2 separate regions of the Sus scrofa genome follow, and region 2 is linked to region 1. A link is a contact called in public Hi-C data. All regions are on one chromosome and are shown on one strand. The core of a region is the stretch at or near the end of the contact, and the rest is flanking DNA. Distances in the headings are between cores, read along the strand shown. Region 1 overlaps C15H2orf88 (small membrane A-kinase anchor protein). Region 2 overlaps C15H2orf88 (small membrane A-kinase anchor protein).

Region 1 (4,923 bases), core at 1,502-4,001:
TCTTTGAATAGATTCCTCCTCTCTTGCACCCTGTCCCACAGTATCCAGTGTTCCTAACCTCCCCAATTTCTGATCTCTGTTCTCTCAACTTAGCAAGATTATTGTACTCTGCTTGTCTTTCCCTTCTCTGCAGTGTGATCCAAGTTGTGCCTCCAGGGCAATTCTTTTTTTCTTTTTCTTTTCTTTTTTTTTTTTTTTTTAATGCTGCACCTGCAGCACCTGGAAGTTCCCAGGCTGGGGGTCAAATCAAAGTTGTAGCTGCAGGCTTATGCCACAGCCACAGCAACTCTGGATCCAAGCTGCATCTGTAACCTATGTCACACCTTGCAGCAACGCTGGGTCCTTAGCCCACTGAGTGAAGCCAGGGATTGAACCCACATCCTCACAGACACTGTGTCTGATTCTTAACCCACTGAGCTACAATGAGAACTTCATCCAGGGCAATTCTATGGATCATTCATTAGTTTCCTTTCTCTTAGGGATCACAGCCTTATGCTGTCTGTGTCCAGTTTCTGAAAGACTTGTTTTGTATATTTTATCCTGCTTTCTAATTGTTTATAGCAGGAAGGCAGGTACAGTACCAGGTAATCAAATGTGGTCTGAGGTAGAACTCTCTTTGGAAGACAAACATTACAAAGGGAGGAAAGTGATATTGTGGTGCAGCAGAAACAAATCCGACTAGTAACTATGAGGTTGTGGGTTCAATCCCTGGCTTCACTCAGTGGGTTAAGGATCCAGTGTTGCCATGAGCTGTGGTGTAGGTTACAGACATGGCTCAGATTCTGCATTGCTGTGGCTATGGTGTAGGCTGGCAGCTGTAGCTCTGATTAGACCCCTAGTCTGGGAACTTCCATATGCCGTGGTATGGCCCTAAAAAAAAAAAAGGAAAAAAAAAGAGAGGAAAATGAAATGCTTATGACAGGAAAAAGGCTAAATTTATCTTATGTTCATCCAGAACCCCTAAGAATAAGAAAAAAGTTAACTCAGTAGAAAAATAGCAAAAAAGGACACAAATTTCCAATAAACCTATGAAAAGATGTTCAACCTCACTAAGGTTAACATTAAAATATGCTGAAAAGTTGAAATACCATTTCTCATTCAAGCATTATAATAAGCATTGGAAAATAATTTCCTATTTCCTTCTTGGTAAGAGTGTAAATTTAAATTTTTATCCACGTTGTAGAGCATTTTGGCGTTCTCCTTCAGAATTTTAAATATGCCATTCCCTTTGACCCAGCAATTCTATTTCCTAGGATTTTCCCCTCAGATCAACTTGCACAAACTCTCAAAAATTTATAGAGTTGATAATGCTGAAAAGTTGAAAATACCTTACATGTCCATCAATTAGAAATAAATTATAGTATCTCCAGACAAATCTATATGTGTATACTGACTTAGATGAATATAATATACTAAGTAGAAAAAGCAAATTAGTATCAGAACAGATTTTATAACTGTGAAAAAAGAAAAGTTATATTTATTATATGTATGTTTTCTCTGTAGATATTTCATTCAGTCCTTCTGACTTTAATATTAAGTATTTGCTGATATTTACTCCAGCTCATATTCAGCAGTCTATGTTATATCCCTTTTGGATAGTTAATAAGAATTTCCAGTTTACCATGGCCATAAGAGAACTTTAATTTACCAATCCTCTCTTCCCTACCCAGTCTTCTCCATTTTATTACATGGCACCATCATTCAACCACTTGCTTATATCAAACATTTGGGAGTTGAGGAATTTGTCTTTTTTTTTTTTTTTTTTTTTTGTCGTTTTAGGGCCTCACCTGCAGCATATGGAGGTTCCCAGGCTAGGGGTCCAATCAGAACTGTAGCCGCTGGCCACAGCCACAGCAATACCACACCCAAGCCACGTCTGCAACCTACGCCACAGCTCACAGCAAGGCCGGATCCTTAATCCGTGAGCAAGGCCAGGGATCAAACCTGTGTCCTCATGGATGCTAGACAGATTCACTTCCACTGAACCATGGCGGGAATTCTGAGGAATTTTTCTTGATAAGCTCCACAGTGTTCAGTGGGAATAAAGGAGTCAGAAAGCTGGAGGGTTACAAGGATATTTCCTGGTTATGGGATATTAAAATAGCATCCACTTTCTTTTTAGCTGGCAATAAATTAGCCACTATATCATGCACTTCATGTATATTATTTCATTCAATCCTCATGAAATCAATAAGGCAAGTGTTATTTCTCCATTTTATTATTAGTGTTTAAGATTTCAGGTGAAAGGAGTTCCTGTCGTGGCGCAGTGGTTAACGAACCCGAGTAGGAACCATGAGGTTGCGGGTTCGATCCCTGCCCTTGCTCAGTGGGTCAAGGATCCAGCATTGCTGTGAGCTGTGGTGTAGGTTGCAGACGCGGCTTGGATCCCGCATTGCTGTGGCTCTGGTGTAGGCCAGCGGCTACAGCTCCGATTAGACCCCTAGCCTGGGAACTTCCATATGCCATGGGAGCGGCCCTAGAAAAGGCAAAAAAGACAAAATAAATAAATAAATAAATAATAAAGTAAAAGGAAACAGGCAAAATTTATTTAAAAAAAAAGATTTCAGGTGATAATGCTTTAGTGGAAAATGAGGGATGTGTATGTGTATGTGTGTCTATGTGTAATCTTCTCACATTTCTCTTTCTTTGTTGCAGTGCATAGATCCTGCCAGAAGACGGCTGCCAGGTACTATAGATATCCTGAGAGCAATAATTTGGTCCCAAGGTAGGTGTCAGTGGAAGCATGTCAGGCACTTCCAGTGAGGTGTTGATTCCCACAGCTGGTATGTGCAGAAAGGCCTCAGATCCCACTCTTCACTAGTTCAAATTCTATAGTACAGAATTCGTTCTTCCTCAATTTTATCAAAGTTGTCCTTCTTCCTCAGTTACATAAAAATATCAGCTGCTTCTGTGTGTAGAAGGATGTCATTTTTAAAATAAATGCACTTTTCAGTGTGACATTATTTAGCAGAATTGCGAGCAAGTTTAGAAAATTAATTTCATGAGAAGCTAGGTACTAGTAACAAAAAAAGTAATAAAGACGTGATGCCCCTGATGACCTCACATTCCAGTGGGGGAGACAGACTTGTAAACAGATATGTTAAAGTAGAAGGTGGTAAGTGCTCCTCTGAAGATTGAGCAAAGCTCTGTCAGGGCAAAAGCACAGGGGACTCTGCCTCAGGGAGTCAAGAAGGTTTAACAGAATAGGTGACATTTGAGCTAGATCTTGAAGGATGGGCAAGCGTTTGCCAGATGAATGAGATGATCTCTATATAAAGTGCCTAGTACAGGGCCAGGTAGTTGGTAAGACCCAATAAATGTTAACATCTAGTTCCAGTCGAAAAAGTGTTCCAGGCAGAGGACACAGGTCAGTTCAATTCAAGGAACACTTATTGAGTACCTTGTTTAGATCAGGCCCCATTCCAGATTTCTTAGCCCTTTGTGCCAGGCACATCCTGTGAAGACAGATAATTACACAAGGGTCTGGTGTGAGCCATGTCCAGATCTACTATTTATAGAGTTTGCTCTCAAGATGGAGCAGGGATGTTTGTTTTAACACTGCTGACACATTCCATCTTGATTGCAACCCCCTACAGCACGGAGACAGAAACAGCTAAAGGCTGTTCTAGACTCAATTTTATGAAGGCAGTGGTGACAGTCTAGCCTGGATTCCCCCTGTGTTTTGGGCCACTTTGATCTGCACTTGGGTCAGGTCTGGAACAGCATGGTTGGAAGAGTCCAGATGCCAGAGTTTCTGTCCCAGCTCATTGACCCAGAGGTCAGTAAGCCCCTTTATCATACTTAATCATTAAATCTTTTTTTTCAGATCATAAAATCTTTTTTTTTTTCTTTTTAGGGTCATACTCACGGCATATGGAAGTTCCCAATCTAGGGATCGAATCGGAGCTAGAGTTGCCAGCCACAGCCACAGCCACAGCAAAGCCAGATCTGAGCTGCATCTGCCACCTACACCACAGTTCACAGCAACACCAGATCCCCAACCCATTAAGCGAGGCTCAGGATCAAACCCACATCCTCATGGATACTAATTGGATTCGTTTCTGCTGCTCCATGATGGGAACTCCCCCAATCATAAAATCTTGATGCTTTATTCTATAGTAAGGTAAGGGATAGTATAGAATAAATAGAATCTGTACTGTTATGTGAATTTCTTCCACTAAACACAGAGCCTATACATTTCCATATCTAAAACAGAACATTTCCAAATGTAAGGAACATTCTATAACTGATTTCAATGGCTGTTTTACTAGCATAACTGGGTTACAAACAATACAAGGAATATGCCAGGTCTTTCACAAACGTTTTATTTATCACAACAATTCTATGAGATGGGAATTATTCTAACTATTATACAAATTAGGAAACTAAGCCACAGCGTATTTAACTTACAAAAGACTAAAAATAGTAACACTGGTATTTGAAATCATGTCTCTCTGACTCCAATCCCACTTTCTTTTCACTATAGCAGTGTCCTATAGTGAAACACAACTCCTACCATTAGTTGTGTTTCTACCACATGTCAGACACAATGTGAAATGCTCAAATACATTCTCTTTAATCTGCATGAATTTTCTTTAATATTATGCTAAGTACCTTGCTAACACAGCCAGCATATTATAGCTCTCAACTTCAAGCCTAGTTCTGAGACTCAAATGCCAGTTGTTCTCAAGTGCACTGGAACCAAATAGAGAATTAAAAAAAAAAAAAAAAAAAAAAAAGCCCTACCCCAAGAGAGTCTAATTTAATCGGTCTGGAGTAGAGCCCAGGTGATTTTTAAAGCTTCCAGGTGGTTTTAATTTGCTGCCTACTTTGAGACCATAGCTCTCAAAAGTGAATAGGAAGCTGGAGGTAAGACACACTTTCACTTATTAGGATAAAAAATTGGTGGAAAATAGCACCTAT
Region 2 (4,923 bases), core at 1,212-3,711, 110 kb after region 1:
ACTTCTATTGCCCTCCTGACAGACCAGCCACATTTTGATCGAACACTTCAGTGGCAAGGTGAGGTATCCCTCCTTTCTGCTCTTGTCAGCAAGGCCTTGTTTACACTGAACTGACAGCTGCTTCCCTGGGACCTGAGTCTCATTAGTTTTCCTTTTGCCAACAACCCTCCAACTTGTGGAATTACACGTAGAATTTTTCAGCGGAGAAGATCTAAAACTTTGATCCATCTGAGTCTATGACCAAAAAACTTAAGAAATGAAAAGTTTCAAGTGGTACAGAGTTAGAGTGAAAGACTCTTTTACTTGACAGGCTTTCAGGTCCCTGGGCTGCAGTTTCCTCATCTGTAAAATGGGAATGATAATATATTCTATAGGGTGGCTGTGAGAATTAAATGAAATAATGTTCATAAAGTACTTAGCATAGTTGCCTAGAAGTCAGTAAATGTAAGTTATCTTCACTAAATAATCTTCACTCTTATGTTCCCTTCTTTACCTCTATAGCACAAATTGAACTTAATGATTCATTCTAATCTGAACAGTGCAGCATACAATGAATTCCTATCTTCAAACAAAATCATCTCATTTTGTATTGGCTTTTGTAGTAAATATACCAAAGTTGACCCCCAAAAATCTCACCACTACCACCACTACCCCCACATACACACAAGCTTTTGCTGTCGAGGTAGGCTTTATTCATTTTTTTTTTAATTTATGGTTAAAATTTTGAGTGTAAACATTTTTTCTCTTCTATTATTTAAGCCTCTCTGCAGTTTCTAGTTGGATAGATGGGTTTTAATCTTGATTGTGACATTCATCATGTTAACTCTGCCTGCTTTTTTGTCACCTGCACATGTGGTGAATTTATTCACCAGACATTCAAGTCATTAATAATAGATGGGACAGGGCCTTTTGCCATGGTAGCAAATCTAAAAGCTTGTGACATGTAGAAAGTCCTGGACTTTTGGAGCCTGGTTTTGGAGCCTGGCTACTAGCTTTGTGACCTTGAGAAACTTCTTTTCCATGTCATAGAATGAGATTAGGAACATCTATCTTTCAGGTAATCGTTAGAATTCAAAGTAATGTGTGCAAAGTACCAAGTAGAGAACTGGTTGGGAATCTAGTTGGCCCCCAGTAGATATTGCTGAGACAGTTAATGAATCAGCTGAACTCAGCTAGCACTGTCCTTCACATCTAGCCCATAGATCAGTCTTTTTCATAAGGACAGAATTTTAATCAAATGCTTTGCGAAAATTAAAGATCTTGAGTATTCTCCAATCAGAAAGGTAAATGATGTTAGTTTAGAAATGACTGATGCTTAGAGTTCCCAGGTGGCCTAGCAGTTAAAGATTCAGTGTTGTTACCACTGTGGCTTAGGTTCAATCTCTGGCCCAGGAACTACTTCTGTATGCCACAAGCATGGCTGAAATTTAAAAAAAAATAATAAAAATAAAAAGACTGATTCTTAGTGAACTGCTAGTTCCTAGAAGTCTCCAGTATTTTTCTCCCAAATAGTCCTTGTTTTCTGATTAAATCTTGAATTTTGCCAGAAATTGGCATCAAAACTAAAGTGGTTTATAATACCTAGGAATTCTAATGCTTTCCTTCACTTTTGAATTTTAAAAAATTAGGGGAAAAAGCATGTTTGAGTCTCTAGCCTCTTGAGTCCTCCTTCCTTCTGTTTTTCTAAAGGTTGTCAGAATATTTCTGAGCTTACATCTGCGGGTCCTCCCTGGAACATAATTCACCAGAATTTGAAGACTTGAATTCCTTTAAAGTGACCTCTTCTTCTTGTACCTTGATCCTCTCTTAAATGAAGTTTCTTCTGTCCTTTCCAGCTGAAAGATCATTTGCCTTTTAAGAAAGTAAAACAGTTGCTGAACAGTTCTGTTTTCTTTCTCTAATTAATTACTATACCATCTGCCTTGGGTTTGGGAATTTTTTTTTTTAAATTGGAGCCTGTTTTGGAGCTCCCGTTGTGGCGCAGTAGTTAGCCAATCTGACTAGGAACCATGAGGTCACGGGTTTAGTCCCTGGCCTTGCTCAGTGGGTTAAGGATCTGGTGTTGCTGTGGCCGTGGTGTAGGCCGGTGGCTACAACTCCGATTTGACCCCTAGCCTGGGAACCTCCATATGCCCCGGACCTAGAAAAGGCAAAAAAAAAAAAAAAAAAAAAGAAGAAGACAAAATAAATAAATAAATAAATTGGAGTCTGTTTTCCCGAGTAAGCATACTCTGACAGAATTGGGGGAGAAATACAACCAAGGGAGGTATTATAATGTTGAAAGTTTGGAGAATAATAAATTAGGAGTTATGGGATAAAGGATGCCTCCGAAGGGGCTGAAGGCAACATGAATTAGTGGAGCTGGATGAGTGACAGAGTCCAGGGAACTGGAGAATGAATGCTCAGCTTAGGACTGTTCTCATTCAGAACAGTTTGCACATCACACTGGCAAGAAACACTGGCCCAAACACTACTGTGAGCTTGTGGCTTCTGTTTGTTGAGAGTGCCCTGGAAGAGGGAGAACTACATGTAGTTCACTGTTTTATTTCCAACATCTAACACACTTTGAAGTACATGGATATTTGATAAATAGCCAAACTTTAATTAACATTCATTACATGCCTCTATGTGTGAGAACTATTCCGTGTAAAGTAACAAAAGGAGAAATTGGCTACTGCTCTAGAAGAATATTTAATCTCACTTGGGGAGGCGGCACTCGTAAATTAAATAGTTGGACATGGGCTCAAGAAGAGAATACTGACTGGGTAATTCCAGGAAGTCTGCATGAAGGAGATGGGCTTTCTCTAGTCTTCAAGATTGCTCAGGCTTGGTTTATGCAGGGAAGGGGGGAAAGGGTGCTGGGTGGAGATACAGGGGAGGTGGTGTTTTCCAACCCCAGGGCAGGCTAGCAGGAGAAAATGAGCATGGGTGTGTGTGGTGAGGATAAAATAGCCTGAGTGGGGAGGAAGCTTCCTCAGATTAATGAGAAATTGAACCCAGTAGGAAAAAGGTTTTTTGTTTTGTTTTTTAAGAATGTTTAAATTAAATATACCTCTGCCTCTACCTCACGTCTACTCCCTGTCCTAAAACACACCACCATCAGCTACAGAGAACAGGAACTCTCTAATGATGCCTTAGGAGTGTGGTATATGTATCATGAAAAAATTACCAAAATTTAAATAGCAAAACTTTCAGAATTCTTCTTCCTTTGACCTAGAGTCCAAGCAGATTTGGACACTGTGTTTTCTCACGTCACCACATAAGAATAATGGTTCTTTTAAGTATTCAAAATTACGTATACTACTGCCTGGAATTTAATTCAGTGCATAGCAGTTGACACTTTCAGTTTGCTGTTAATGCTTCCTAATCGTTCTAAAATATTTGAGGTTGTTTCACTACGTAACATAAAGACTGACTAACCTTGAATGTGTAGGGGAGGGAGAAAAAAATCATCTTCTTCTATCCTCTTAGGTTCATTGACTGGGCCTGCAAATCAAACTGACAACAGATTAGTAGGAGAAAAAAAATTAATTACCTGTGTACACATGGGCGTTCACAGAGAAATGTGATTCATGGAAATGGCAACTTGGGGGCTTACATATCATTTTAACAAAGGGTGATAAAGTGGGGACAGAGGCCAGACTAAGGAAAGGGGGTTGGAGCTCCAGGCATGACAGAGTTCTGAAAGGGTGACTAGATGTATGACTAATAAGGGTTGTTTGTTTTGCAGATAACAGTTGTCTCCAGAGTGGTTATCTTTTTGGTATAGGAGAGGGAGACACCTTTACTAAGGGGAATTTATGCCCTGCTTTTGAACAGAAAGGTAGAGGGCAGTAAGCTAATTGCTTTTGGCTCAAAACAACCCCTATGGCAATGTGGCATCTTTTAGGGTGGCAAACTCTGACCCTTTCAAACTCCTTAAGAGTTTTATTTGCAGTTGAGGTCAATAAAATTTAGTGCCCTAAAAAATGCCAGTTAAGATAATTTCATCAAGTTAAATGACTAAGATTTAGGTGTTTTAGACAAACCTGGAATTAGAAACTACTTATTAAAGTTCAGGCTTGAGTGAGGCCAAGTGCCTACCCTCTGAATTCACAGGCTTAGGAGAGAGGCATCCCAGTGGAGTGGGCTATGCATTCATACTGGAATGTAATTCCACAAGGATCTACATTTGGGGGTTGTTTTGGAGTGCATGGCTTCCACCTTTGAGGGAAGTTTTGTTACTGGGGTAGTGCTGTGTTTCTTGTGTGTGGACCTCGTGCAGGGGGTTGGGAGAACTGTTCAGAACCAGGGAGTGTGGGTTACCCAAGATAAGGTCCTCAGCTGTCAGCATCTCCTTCCTTTTTAGTGTTTTTTTCTTCCCTCTTACATCATCATCCGTTTAGCAATGGATAGTAATTGTAGTAGCAGCATAGCTGCTGCATTTCTATAGTGCTTTATGTTTTTCCTTATCACTCTTCATGAGACATTTTGGGGCAGGTATCATTGCCCTTAGTTTAGAGATGAGGAAACAGTCTCAAAGAAACAAAGAAAAACTCCTATGGTCACATTATTAAATTGCTCTACTCTTTTTTGGACAAAAGCCATGTAAAGAACTCTCTGTGTGGAATCTATTGGTTTTTCTGACTTTTCTGAGTTCTAAATGACCTGAGTTTACTGTACAGATATACTTCTCTCCTTAGGCCCAGTGAAGTTCAAAGAAACCCTATGAGAAAAAAGAGTTTATGCACTGATTTTGAGTATAAAGTAATTTTGTTTAGTGAAGCATTTTAAGTTTGGTATTCTATGATACCAAGTTGTCACTTTTTTAAAAGAACTTCAGTTAGGTTCTTGGATGAACTACTAGTCTACACTCAGAGAAATAAGAAATGGCTTGACAAGGAATAATTTTGTTTACCAAATCTAAAACAACTTTTGCCTTCT

Evidence for each region. Hi-C and Micro-C count contacts between places; a contact is called where the count stands out from the background.
Region 2: a Hi-C map of heart right ventricle shows a contact between it and region 1, with 4 times the contacts expected there. The contact joins two enhancer-like sites. A contact is called at or near these places in 2 of 47 Hi-C or Micro-C datasets (fetal heart ventricle and heart right ventricle).

What each region holds. Positions count from the first base shown.
Region 1 is chr15:94,652,325-94,657,247 of Sscrofa11.1, forward strand. C15H2orf88 (small membrane A-kinase anchor protein) reads left to right here. Exons shown (of 8, transcript XM_021076261.1): 5 at 2,656-2,725. Among named protein-coding and RNA genes, the nearest start is that of MSTN, 26 kb to the left of the region's middle. Within about 2 kb of position 2,752, at least 2 of the 83 cell types and tissues checked have an H3K27ac peak or open chromatin away from gene starts, as enhancers often do.
Region 2 is chr15:94,765,705-94,770,627 of Sscrofa11.1, forward strand. All of the region lies in intron 7 of C15H2orf88 (small membrane A-kinase anchor protein), which reads left to right. Among named protein-coding and RNA genes, the nearest start is that of MSTN, 140 kb to the left of the region's middle. Within about 2 kb of position 2,462, at least 7 of the 83 cell types and tissues checked have an H3K27ac peak or open chromatin away from gene starts, as enhancers often do.